Regions from separate parts of the Oncorhynchus mykiss genome. Here region 1 is linked to region 2. Evidence: chromatin contacts called from public Hi-C data. All regions are on one chromosome and are shown on one strand. The core of a region is the stretch at or near the end of the contact, and the rest is flanking DNA. Distances in the headings are between cores, read along the strand shown.

Evidence for each region. Hi-C and Micro-C count contacts between places; a contact is called where the count stands out from the background.
Region 1: a Hi-C map of liver shows a contact between it and region 2, with 7 times the contacts expected there. A contact is called at or near these places in 3 of 3 Hi-C or Micro-C datasets (blood and liver).

The regions. Positions count from the first base shown.
Region 1 is chr5:47,660,194-47,667,068 of USDA_OmykA_1.1, reverse strand. It overlaps LOC110523973 (CBP80/20-dependent translation initiation factor), which reads left to right and starts at 4,401. Exons shown (of 14, transcript XM_021603172.2): 1 at 4,401-4,603.
Region 2 is chr5:47,623,753-47,630,085 of USDA_OmykA_1.1, reverse strand. It overlaps LOC110523973 (CBP80/20-dependent translation initiation factor), which reads left to right. Exons shown (of 14, transcript XM_021603172.2): 8 at 323-398. Among protein-coding and RNA genes, the nearest start is that of LOC110523973, 36 kb to the left of the region's middle.

The DNA of each region.
Region 1 (6,875 bases), core at 3,152-5,651, 34 kb before region 2:
GCCACTCTTCCATAAAGGCCAGATTTGTGCAATATACGACTGATTGTTGTCCTATGGACAGAGTCTCCCACCTCAGCTGTAGATCTCTGCAGTTCATCCAGAGTGATCATGGGCCTCTTGGCTGCATCTCTGATCAGTCTTCTCCTTGTATGAGCTGAAAGTTTAGAGGGACGGCCAGGTCTTGGTAGATTTTCAGTGGTCTGATACTCCTTCCATTTCAATATTATCGCTTGCACAGTGCTCCTTGGGATGTTTAAAGCTTGGGAAATCTTTTTGTATCCAAATCCGGCTTTAAACTTCTTCACAACAGTATCTCGGACCTGCCTGGTGTGTTCCTTGTTCTTCATGATGCTCTCTGCGCTTTTAACGGACCTCTGAGACTATCACAGTGCAGGTGCATTTATACGGAGACTTGATTACACACAGGTGGATTGTATTTCTCATTAGTCATTTAGGTCAACATTGGATCATTCAGAGATCCTCACTGAACTTCTGGAGAGAGTTTGCTGCACTGAAAGTAAAGGGGCTGAATAATTTTGCACGCCCAATTTTTCAGTTTTTGATTTGTTAAAAAAGTTTGAAATATCCAATAAATGTCGTTCCACTTCATGATTGTGTCCCACTTGTTGTTGATTCTTCACAAAAAAATACAGTTTTATATCTTTATGTTTGAAGCCTGAAATGTGGCAAAAGGTCGCAAAGTTCAAGGGGGCCGAATACTTTCGCAAGGCACTGTATATTGCAAGGAGGCCCAAATGGTACCTATTGGTTGTGTGGCCGATTTTCTTATTATAGTTTACCACCTAATTTGGGAGGGAAGTGTATTGTTGGGTTTGTGGTGCCGGCCATGAGAGTCCTTGGAAAAACTGCAACAGAATTGAGGGTTCTGTTCAGGGAATATCATTAGCCGACCCCTCGTTTTAATAAGCGATCCTTTGCAGATGCCACTAAGGTGCAAACCTCCTCCCGATTCGCTGGTGTTTAGCTGCCCCAAAATGGAGTTGCATGTGCCTTAGATCAAATTCGAAATTTGACTATTAAAGTTGAGAAAACGGAAAATGCTACTAGAGACACCTTGATTGCTCTGAACGAGGAAGTGAAAGCACTCAGCAAGGTCACCCTGCAAAACAGGGAGGCACTTAACTACTTATTGTCTGGTCAAGGAGGTACTGGCGATAAATGCTGGAATTTTGTCCCAGATGTGTCATCAAATGTGACTGATCTTGCTAACTACATTGCCACTGTTGAAAAGTCTCATTCTGGGAAATTAGAGTGGGTGTTTACTGGTTGGCTGCAAGGCCTCTTTGGAGCTTGGGGCTCCCAGATAGCTCAGTGGGTGATAGCTGGAATATTTTGTTTAATGTGTTTAACCATTTTGCTTTGTTGTTGTAAGGCCATTTGTGCTTCCCTGGCAACTCAAGTCTCAGCAACTGTCATGTACTAAAGAAGGTGATACTGATAACTTGCTGTCTCTCCAGAAACTCCCATTTCCCCCTATAATGGATGATAATATGCAATAATTAGTTAGTATCCATGCTTGATTAAGTACCTGAGGGTTTTAAGTTAGGTTGTTAAACGATAGCAACCTTCTAATGCAAAGGGTAATGGAAAAAGGATCAAATATGAAGACAGATTTTTGTCTATTGTTATGCCTATTACATGTAAGAATCAGTATTTACTAAATGCACTCCTGATGATAGACTGAATGTATGTTAAGAAGTCAAAGAAAAATGTGTTATCACATATTTGGATAAAAGGAGGGAGTGTAGTGGAAATGTTTTTTGTCCTCTGTGTGTCTCCAAAATGTGTGACTACATATAGCGTATTGTTTCTTGTTTTTGTGTTAGGATGTTCTGTGACTGCTCTCAGGGAGGGGACTGATAGGTGAACAGAAGGAATGGAATACATAGTTTCTAGGCGTTGGGCCAAAGTAACAATGTGTGCAAGGTCATGATCAATTTGAGCATGAGCATAAAGACTGCTGAAGGGAGAACATCCCTTCAGAGCTTCTGACAGACTTGTACTTTGAGTATTAAGTTTGCTGTAACCTCTCCCGGTAATAATAAAGATCTATTCATTTAACTTCGACTTTGAGTCCTTGATGGTCATTTCTACGACAGCCACCGACTTGACTAAAGTGATCTGCTCAAACGCGCCCATTGGTTCATACCCAGTTAGGAGGCTCTGATGTTGGCTCAGGGGTTTCTCCCTGTTTGTTATTTTGAGAATATGTATGCACTGAGCTTTGTAATATTTTGAGTTGATGAATTGTATACACTTTTTTGTTCTATGGCAAGGGATTTATGAACGTCATGCCATGGTTATGAGTTTAAATCTGTGATATACCAGTGGAGGCTGCTGAGGGGAGAACAGCTCATAATAATGGCCGGAAAGGAGCAAATGGAATGGCATCAAAGACCTGGAAACTATATGTTTGATGTATTTGATACCATGTTAGCTAAATGTAGTAATGAATAAATAGGCTACATTTCTTTAAATGGACAATTCTGTCAATTGATAGCAAAGGTGTCAGCTAGAGATGATGTGCAGGGGCTTGCAGGGATTTGTAGTTTTGCATGATGTCTACTTTGATGCCATTAGCATTTTTAAAACTGAGAGTAAATAGAGCCGGACGTGTTAATAAAACTCACCTTGTCCAAGAGAGATTTACATGGTTATCAAAATGTCACGCCAGGGTCAGCTTAAACAAAACACAGCCCATATTTGAAGTGTTTCTAAAATCCCCTATGGGAAAATCAATGGTGGAAAAACAGTTTTTTTCCTGTTTGACCACTAGGTTTTATGGGTATTATGACACCTCCACTGTGGGGTTCTATAGGCCTAAATCTAATAGCTGTAGTTCACTCTAAAAGTGTTTGATAGACAGATTTATATAGCTTTTGTATTTTGTATTTGTATTTTCTGGATCCATTTGTATATTAAAATCGACTGACACCTTGCAGTAAATTAAACACCTGACTTCCCCATAAAGACAGTTGTCCAGCATCACCTTCCCACCATCTCCCTTGGCTGTAAGACATGTTACTTGTATCTTTTTTTTTTTACACAACTTTTCTTCCTCTCATCTGGAAGCATAAGGTGCTGTCTACACACTAAATATGGTAATGTCACAAATTCAGAGGTTCATGAAAATATGTGATGACCAGTCAACCTGTGAATTTAATCTGTTTCAGTATTCTATAAAAGCAGTTTGGTTGAATGATTCCAGAAGCTACATTGCAGCGGACAACATAACGTTTCTAAATAGGGCGTTGGGCCACCACGAGCAGCCAGAACAGCTTCAATTAACCTTGCCATAGATTTTACAAGTGTCTGGAATTCTATTGGAGGGATACTACACCATTCTTCCACGAGAAATGTAATTATTTGGTGATTTGTTGATGGTGGTGGAAAACGTTGTCTCGGGCACCACTCCAGAATCTCACCTAAGTGATCAATTGGGTTGAGATCTAGTGACTGAGACACACACACACACACACACACACACACACACACACACACACACACACACACACACACACACACACACACACACACACACACACACATTAAACCCCTATGCTCCTTTGAGACCCCTTCTAGCCAAGTCACTGAGATCTCTTCTTCTAGCCATGGTGGCCAACTGGGCATTTTTATAAATAAGCATGGTGGGATGTTAATTAACTTAGGAAACACACCTGTGTGGAAGCACCTGCTTTCAATTTCCTTTGTATCCTCCATTTCAAGTATTTCCTTTACTTTGGCAGTTACCTATACATTTACACTGCCTGATTAAAATGTCGTTGCACAATCATGATTGCAAAAGTTGTATTTCATCCAGTACCCACAAGGGGTCACTTGTGGACTTAAGTAAAAATACAATACATGCCATTTGCTACATACACCACAAAGAGATTCTCTCTGCTTGAGTTACTTCGTTGGACACACAGATAAAAACCCATCACTGCGCTCAAATCAATTAACACCATAACAAAGCAAAAACTCCTTGTCTTAAAACATGGTTGTTGTTTGATTTTATTTATAGATAACAATAAATGGTACAGTCTATTGTATAACAACGCAGGCTGTTGCATGAGAAGGTCCGTACCTTCGAATCTATTTAAACACAAAAATATAAATTGTATGAAATAAAATTTAAATAAACATTTGAACAGTGGATAATTTGTACCGTAATAGCATTAGAATAGGCCTAGATAAAACACAGCACAGGGACAATAAAAAACATCAATATACTGAAATTGACTTCAGAAATAATAAAACACATCAAATGTCCCCCAATAACCTCATATATCCTTCTAAAATGTCTGTATAAGCCTGTATCATTACAACATATATACATTTCAACAAGACTGCGATGTCTCACTAGAACTCCAGCTCCCAGAATCCAAGCCTCCACGTACACATGTCCTGCGAGCAAACCGGACTAAACGTCACATTCATGCGTTTCCCCTGCTTGTGTGTCTGGGAGCGTAATCTTTTCCTTCCGAATACGTTTCTCTCTCGAGAAATATACCCATGACACAGTGGGTTTAATATCAGGAGGTGATCCCGGATTCCCCAGCCGTCCGAATCCAATATCTGGGTGAGGATATTGTTTTCTGTAAATGGTTTTAACTTTCGCTATCTAGCTGAAATAATGTTTGCCAGTTGAGTGTTGGTCTAAAGCTAGGTACGGTGTGTGATCAGATCCAATGTTGTGCATGTTTTCGCTGCCTGAGACATGGTGTGGCTAAATTATGATTATGAAAGACATTTCAACTGATTGTGGCTCGACAGAAAGCTGTGACTGGCTTGTAAACTTAAAAGTTATGACAGTAGGCAACGTTGGGGTTTGAGCATGAATTAAACTAACGTAGGTAACGTTAACTAGCGTGATGGCGCCCGAGGCCGGACAGATGTGTGGTCATTATTTTTTTTCTGATAGTCAACATGAGGCACGCGTCCGGTAAAATAAAACACACTGAAAAAGATTCCATATCGAAAATACGTTTTTTTGTTGTTGTTGTTGTTATTATTAGCTAGCGAGCATGTGTTACTCTCAAACCATCTGCTAAGTGTTGTCCCAGCGGAGACGTTAGTAGTTGCTAACTAGCTAGCTACACAGCTAGTCGATTCTTATGGTCGCTGCAGTATCGAACTTTTTGGTTCAACCCGAGCAAGTTCACATATAAATGTAGTTCTAGATCTGTGTCATTGAAAGCAAGTCTAAGACGCGGTAGATCTGTTGTTTGCGCCATTTTCTACGCTTCTCCTTAAGTTTAGTTTTTGAGTCTTTTACTTTTGATTTTGTACACCAGCTTCAAACACCTGAAAATACTATATTTTTGGTTATTGAAAATATATTTCAGTGGTTAAGATGGTACACGGATTATCTACACTGCTTGTTTTGTCACAAACAGAAATTAGGCTTAGAATTTTAGCTAAATATAAAAAATAAAGGATCCATATTTATTTGGCCATACTGGTATTAGCCCATACAAACGCGCTGAATAACAGGTAGACACCCCCCCCCCCCCCCCCCCCCCACACACACACACAAAAAAAATCAAAAGGAAGTTTGTTCTGAAGTGTCTGTCAATATATATATTGTATGTATGTATGACAGACACTTCAGAACAAACTTCCTTTTGATTTTTTTGTTGTTGCCAAAGGGCACTTAATAAGGGCAAAAAAATAAATAATAATAATACATACTATATATTTCCCCAGTGGAAATCGAATTTGCATAAGACTGTTAAGTGCCAAAGGGCACTTAATAAGAGCACATGATAAAAAAAAAAGAGAGAGAATACAAACATATATATATATATTTATTTTACATGTGCTCTTATTAAGTGCCCTTTGGCACTTAACAGTCTTATGCAAATTAGATTTCCACTGGGGTGTGGACATCGACCTTAGGGTGTTAACATAAAGCTAGGACAATAAACTGAAAATTAACCTACTCACCTTGCCCTCCTCTTACCAAAGTTTTTTGCTTAGCTCATAATTTTCGGGGATTTTGTTCTGTTTGTTCGAAAACCACTGGTCAACAGTAATAACCTATGCATTATGATTCCTGCTATAAAAGTATCTGCCTGTCCCTGTTTTATTGTCGGCTGCTGTGTGTGCAAGCCCCTCTTCACTCATATGACAATATGACCAGCATATGACAATTGTTCAAAATGCAATTGTGGAAAAATAACGTTTTCAAAGCAGCTACTGATCTAGTTAGACAGCAGTCACAGCTTTCTGTGTGTATTTAATGTATATTGGTTCATGGCACCACTTTACAACCAGAGTAAGCTATGTAGTATGGTTTTGAAGTGCCCGCAGAGCTCTCCATTTTCACTTAAGTAGCCTAGACCTAGCACTGGAAAGTTTTGTAGGGCATTACATTTACTGATCAATTAATCAATTAGTCTACATGGCTATCTAGCAACAATGTCATATTTAGTTGGCATACCTGCTAAGTGTTTTGAGTTCACACTTCCTTAGGCGGTGAAAAGGCTAATAATATAGCCTGGGCCTATGCACAAAGATGTCGGCAAATCCATCTCTGAAGAACCCAAAATAAATCTGATCATTCTGGATTCTATAGGTTGCACATCAAAATATCGATCTTGAATTACCTGCATATGTTAGATTAAATAACTTTTTTTAATCATAGGCAATTCCATCTGGGTTGTTGTCATGAATCAAGCCTGTCTATCAGCACAACCCACCCCATTATAGTGCACACTAGAGGTCAACCGATTAACTAGGGCCGATTTTCAAGTTTTCATAACAATTGGTAATCAGGCTTTTTGGATGCCGATTACATTGCAATCCATGAGGAAACTGCGTGGCAGGCTGACCACCTGTTACGCGAGTGC
Region 2 (6,333 bases), core at 441-2,940:
GCTAGACTCTTCCTTCCCCAGTTCTCTCAGCCTCAGTACTGGGTTATCATATAGGCTCAATCTCAATGAGTCTTTCCACGATTCCTCACAACCTATCCTCACATCCTTCTCAACCATATTGGAGAAGATCCAAGGTCCCGCCCCTCAAACCTTCTTCTCCAATGAGTTTTGAGATGGAGGTGAGAAAAGAGGATGTGAGGAATGGGGGAAAGATGAACTGAGAATGAGCCACAGCCCACTGTATAAGGAAGTCCCTATCAGAGCCCAATCTACCACACCTGTTCATCCTGTCTCCATCCGTGTGTCTGTTTCTGTCTTTCAGGATGATGAAAGGCAAGTTTGAATATGATGATGGGATCAACTTGAACGACATGGAGCAGTTCCTGCCAGGCCTTACCGTAAGTTACCGATCTTCTATCTCTATCCTCTTCTGTAGATAGAAGACTCAATCTTTATCTCTATCTCTTAGAGGTTAGAGCATTGGGCCGGTAACCGAAAGGTTGATGGATCGAATCCCCGAGCTGAAAAAGTAAAAATCGGTCGTTCCGCCCCTGAACTGTTCCCCAGTAGGCCGTCATTGTAATAAGCATTTGTTCTTAACTGGCTTGCCAAGTTAAATAAAGGTTAACATTTTTATAAATAAATAAAAATCCTCTTTCTGCTTTCTATCAAGACCATAAACCTACTTGTTGGTAGGGAGCTCCACCTGATGGTTAGAAGATTGAACAACCGTACTTTAGTGAAAGAAAGGTTTTGAGTATTCTTGTGTGAGTGGAGTGACTACTAGTGGTGAAATATTGTCCCTTTACTGCCACCCTGTGGTAGTTTCAAGGTAAGTTCCATCCATCCTCATCATAATGCACTGTAGTGCTGATGAGACTTAACCTTTCCTGGATCTCTGTATCTATCTTACTAACGCTTGAAAACCCTAAATAGAACACATCCCTAAAGACCAAGATGGGGGTGTAATTTTCTTTAGCTCTGTAGCCAATATAACTGTAAAACAATGCAATTCAGTAAACCTGAATCATCCCAAGGGGCAGTTATTGCTGGCAGGAATAGGATACAGATACAACTAGGTTGGGTCTTGCATGTCTACAGTACTGCGTCACTGTGTGCCAGTCGGGTTTGTCTGCTCTGCAGTGGTCTGCTGACGGGCAGGATGTTGGCACAGGGGCACTGGAGGGTCATGAGGACAGGGCAGGACACCCCCCCCCCCACCGCTGCCCACGTCACAGCCCTGCCAGCCAGCCAGCCATGACGCCAGGCCAAGCAAGTCTCCAGGCTATTGTTATCGTTTCATTGTGACCACCGTCTCCTTTGCCCGACTGCATTCTAAAATACACAGATTCCCCACAACAACATAAGGGAAGGAACTGTGACTGCAAGGATGCAGATGACCCTGAAAGTAAAACTCAAATCATAGCCAAAAAAGTAGAAAATAGACCGAAGACAGTACCTCCTCAAGATGACTGAATATGAGTGTTTATGATCATGCTTCCTCTACTCTGCAGTGCCTGATACTATTTATCATGAGACCTGGCAATGCCAGTCCTGTTTCCCTCACAGTGTTTGTCAATAGTGACATTCAGTGGGTTTGATGCCAATTGCCCTCTGTTGGTCTTAGTAACTCAGCCACATAGAGCTCTCTATTGTCCCCTGCTAGGATCCTGTGACCAGGACCAGCCAGTCAGTCCCTGGGTTTACCTCACTGATAACCTAACTAAATATAGCAGCAGACCACGCCAGGCCTCTAATCCTCTGTGATTGACCGGAGCTATGTGTGTACAATGCCGTGAAAAGATATTTCCACCTTTCTGTTATTCTCTGCATATTTTTTGTTCAATCAAAACCTAATATTAGATCAAGGGAACCCGAGTGAACAAATAACATTTAGATAATTATTTTTATTTTATTAACAAAGTTATTCAACATCAAATGCCCCTGTGTAAACAAGTAATTGCTCCATTACACTCAATAACTGGTTGTGCCACCTTTCGCTGTAATGCCTGCAACCGAACACTTCCTGTATGGAAGAATTTTGGCCCACTCTTCCATGCAGAACCACTTTAACTATGTGACATTTGTGGGTTTTCGAGCATGAACTGCTCGTTTCAGGTCCTGTCACATCTCAATCGGGTTAAGGTCTGGACATTGAGTAGGCCATTCCAAAACTTTAAATGTGCTTCTTTTCAGTCATTCTGATGTACTTTCATATGTGTTTTGAATCATTGTCTTGGTGCATGACCCAGCTGCGCTTCAGCTTACGGACGGATGGCCTGACATTCTCCTTTTAGAATGATCTCATGCAGAGCAGAATTCATGGTTTCTTTGATGATGGCAAGTCGTCCAGGCAGCAACGCTTCCCCATACCTCACAATACCACCACCATGCTTGACTGTTGGTATGACGTTCTAAATGTGGAATGTAGTGTTTGGTTTTCGGCAGGAATAATGGGACCCATGTCGTCAAAAAAGTTCCTTTTGACTTGCCTGTCCATAGAACATTCTTCCAGGAGTCTTGACGATCATCCAGGTGCTAGTTTTGGCAAACTAGAGTTGACTTTTTGGACAATATGGATGCTGTCATTTCTGGCGAAAACCAAACACTGCATTCCACAGTAAGAACCTCATACCAACGGTCAAGCATGGTGGTGGTAGCTGAAGCGCAGCTGGGTCATGCAGTAAGACAATGATCCAAAACACACAAGTCTAAATCAGAATGACTGAAAAGCAACAAATCTAATGTTTTGGAATGAGACTGACGTGCTGCTGGCGTGGGAAGGAAGCTTACTGTATGTTTGTTCCACTTTGTCTCCCTGATGGTGAAAGGTAGTCGGTGTCATGTTTGTGTGTGTGGTTAGATATTGTGTACGTCCTGCCAATCAGAATCATGAATAGGAGTAGGGCTAGTCATATGTGCAGCTTTGGCAGTGTTCAGTAGGGATAAACTGTTAAATGTTTTGGAACAGTGAGGTACTACCTGACATCATCCAATAGCAACACAGATTTTGGTCTGTTGCGAAACGTTTTTGCTTCCGAGTGCCCTACTGAACACAACCCTGATGTAGGCATAATGTCTGAAACTGGCCCTGAGTGCAATGCAATGGGGAACAGGGACACTCTGTGCAGACAGAACTCTGTGTGTCAATGTAACACTGACTAGACCAGTTAGTCAACAGTGACCTACCACTTCCACAGTCTTCACCCTTTAGACTCTAGGGGGGTAGTCTGGGCCAAGAGAATACGTAACCCACAACCCCCCTCTCTTCCACCACTTCCTCAGTCACTTCCGAGAGAGAGGGGTGAGAGGGAGAACATCTCTGCAAGACATGTCCCTCGGGAGCCCTGCTAGCTTCCCTGGAATGCAGCTGATTGCTCCACACACACACACCCCTCCCGACCCTAGCGCCTGTGTTACGATGACAGTGTAGACAGGTTAGATTCTTGCTGGATGAATCCCTGGGGCTGGAGTGAGACGTGCTTCATTAAAGATGAGTCAAGCCCTTTCCCGCTCCTCATTCCCGCTCCTGACATAGTTTACACTGGGAGTGGGTGTGTGTCATGTGGTCCCACCCACCCTTACCCTAGCAGAGATGGTTTACATCAGGTCAGCTTTAAGAGCAGGACATGGCAGGGACCCCTCTCATGTTCCCATAGTTTATAGTGACAGATGGACAGCTCAGTCATTGGGCAGATGATGTCAACAGAAGACGTGCTGTTGTGACATACACAACTATGTGTGCTTTTGGCGGCTGATGTCAACAGGATATGTGTTATTGTGACAGGCCTATACATCTGGGTGCTCTGGGGCATCCTGAGCATGCATGTCAACAACACAACCCATCCACACAACTGAATTTGGTGTGATGTGTTGTCATGCATGGGTCTGTCTATGAAATGAAACCATGTCTGTGACTCGTGTGTGTGTGTGTGTGTGTGTGTGTGTGTGTGGTACTGGGTAGGACAGAAGATTGTGTCTGTAAATATGTACATTTTTAGTACCCTAACAACATCTAGTTGCCCTGTTCAGGATTCGTTCGGTCATAAATCCTGGAAAAAAATCATGGCAATTTGGAAATTGTGTATTCCAGGCCTCAAAAAAATAATACAATCAGAAAAGTCATGGAAATGCGTTTAAAAATGGGTTCATGTAATTAATTTGAGGCAAACGTTATAAATATTGTGGCAATCATATAAAAAAATCGACATATCAGCCATGATCAGAATGATCCTTCAGAGCATGTCTCCGTGTGTACTGTATGTGCATCACCTGCATATAGTATGTGTGCCAATGCGAATGCTCAGTTGGTGACGGAGAGCAAGGGAGACATTGCAGCAACAGGTAGCCTATAAAATAATGATAGACAACCGACTCTTAATTAGATAGCTTGTATCCTGGCTAGATATTTCGCTCTCCGGCTATTTAGCTATTATTAGCATGTGTTAATGTCATTGGTATGTCCTAAAAACTTTCCGCTGACACTCGATAAAATAACCTTAAATGGCCGACGTGCAGAAGGTGAACGGGACAGGTACTACATATTTCGGGTGTAAACAATGTCTCAAGAACTGAATATTAGGAGATGAGAAATACAACACACCACATTCTAAAAATGTGATCAGCTGACTCGAGTGTGTTTGAGCAAGGACGCGTGCTTTGCGTGGAAGCGTGTTTGTGCTCATGTCCTGTGTGCGCTCATGTCCGTCGCTCCATTTGTTCTCATTCATTAACTCTCAATGGTCTTATCAACCCAAGCCTGATGGAAATTGGCTGACCCCTGAAGAAGACTAAACTAATGTTGGTCAACATCAGGGTGATTTTTATTTTTTTCATTTTTATTTTTTTACCTTTTATTTAACTAGGCAGGTCATTTTAAGAACAAATTCTGATTTACAATGGCGGCCTACCCCGGCCAAACCTGGACGGCGCTGGCCCAATTGTGCGCCGCCCTATGGAACTCCCAATCACGGCCGGATGTGATGCAGCCTGGATTCGAACCAGGGACTACAGTGACGCCTCTTGCACTGAGATGCAGTGTGAGTTTATAGTAGATTAACTGTAGGTTTCCTCCCCTGTCTTCTGCCTCTGTCTCAGTGGAGCTGGTTGTTTTCCCAGGAGGGAGGAAGGCTGATTGCCTTGTCCCAGATCACTTTTTTCCTGTTTTGCCACTTCCTATGGTCATTGTCATGTCAATGACCATAGGAGTTGACAAGACCACACAAACTAATCTGGCACCAGGCTGAGGCTTACCCTCCTGCACATTCTCTTTCTGGTGGTGCTTTGGTACTGAGCCAGTCAGTAGGGGCCTGGCGGGCTGACCGGGGGTGGCCGAGCCGGGCCCACAGAGTTACTGAGGACACATCCGCTCCGTCCCCTTCCTGCTGAACAAAGCGACCAGAGGGCCAGACCAAAGACGTCTCCTCAGACTGGCTGGCCCCCCCGGTCTACGTGCACCGGAGCAGGAGTCTTCGGTGCAGCCAGCCAGCTAGCATTCATGACTCTAACTGGGGTCGGTATGTAACACAGGCCTGCCTGGGTCTGCTCCCTCCTCCATTTTTGTCCTCCTTCACGTCCACAGTAGAACAATGTGGAGGTCAGTGCGGCGAGCAGCCCCGTCCTACTCCCTTTTCCTGCCATTGTCTGTCAGAGAGGGAGAGCAGAGAGCCTCCGTTCTGCTCCCAGTGACCGACCACAGAAGAACTGCTTTTAGGGATCAGGGAACTGGCTCTGGAGGAGATGTGTATACAGACACACACACAATGTATTTGGCACTCAAACTCAATCACTGTTGTTTTCCCCGCTGCCATGTTTGTGTGTGAATGGATTCATTTATTAGTTCTTTATTTGGGTCTTTATACTCCAAACCTCAATATTATATACATCAATATTATTTGACATTTAACAATGCATACAAGTTCATGAATGAATGTAAGACATCTGGGACTTTGAGTATCAACACTTTCTACTCCATAATCATCACCTCTGGTGGTCTGATCCTGAGCATCTTATTGGTTGGCCAGACCCAGGACAATTGCATCATAATAGTCAGTCAGTCAGTGGCTGTTGTGGAGGTACCTCCCCTGTGGGAGTGGGAGCTAGGCCTGGGTTGTGTCCCAAAGGGCACCCTATTCCCTTTATACTGCACTACATTTGACCCGAGCCCTATGGAGCCTGGTCAGAAGTAGTGCACTAAAGGGAATAGTTTGCCATTTGGGACGCACACTGGATATCCTGCACGCCATGGCTCCCCGATCCCCATTTTGGGTCATCCTCCTTCCCCTGTATTTATGAGACTGGAAACCAGACAAACCACACTGGCCTGATTTGAGA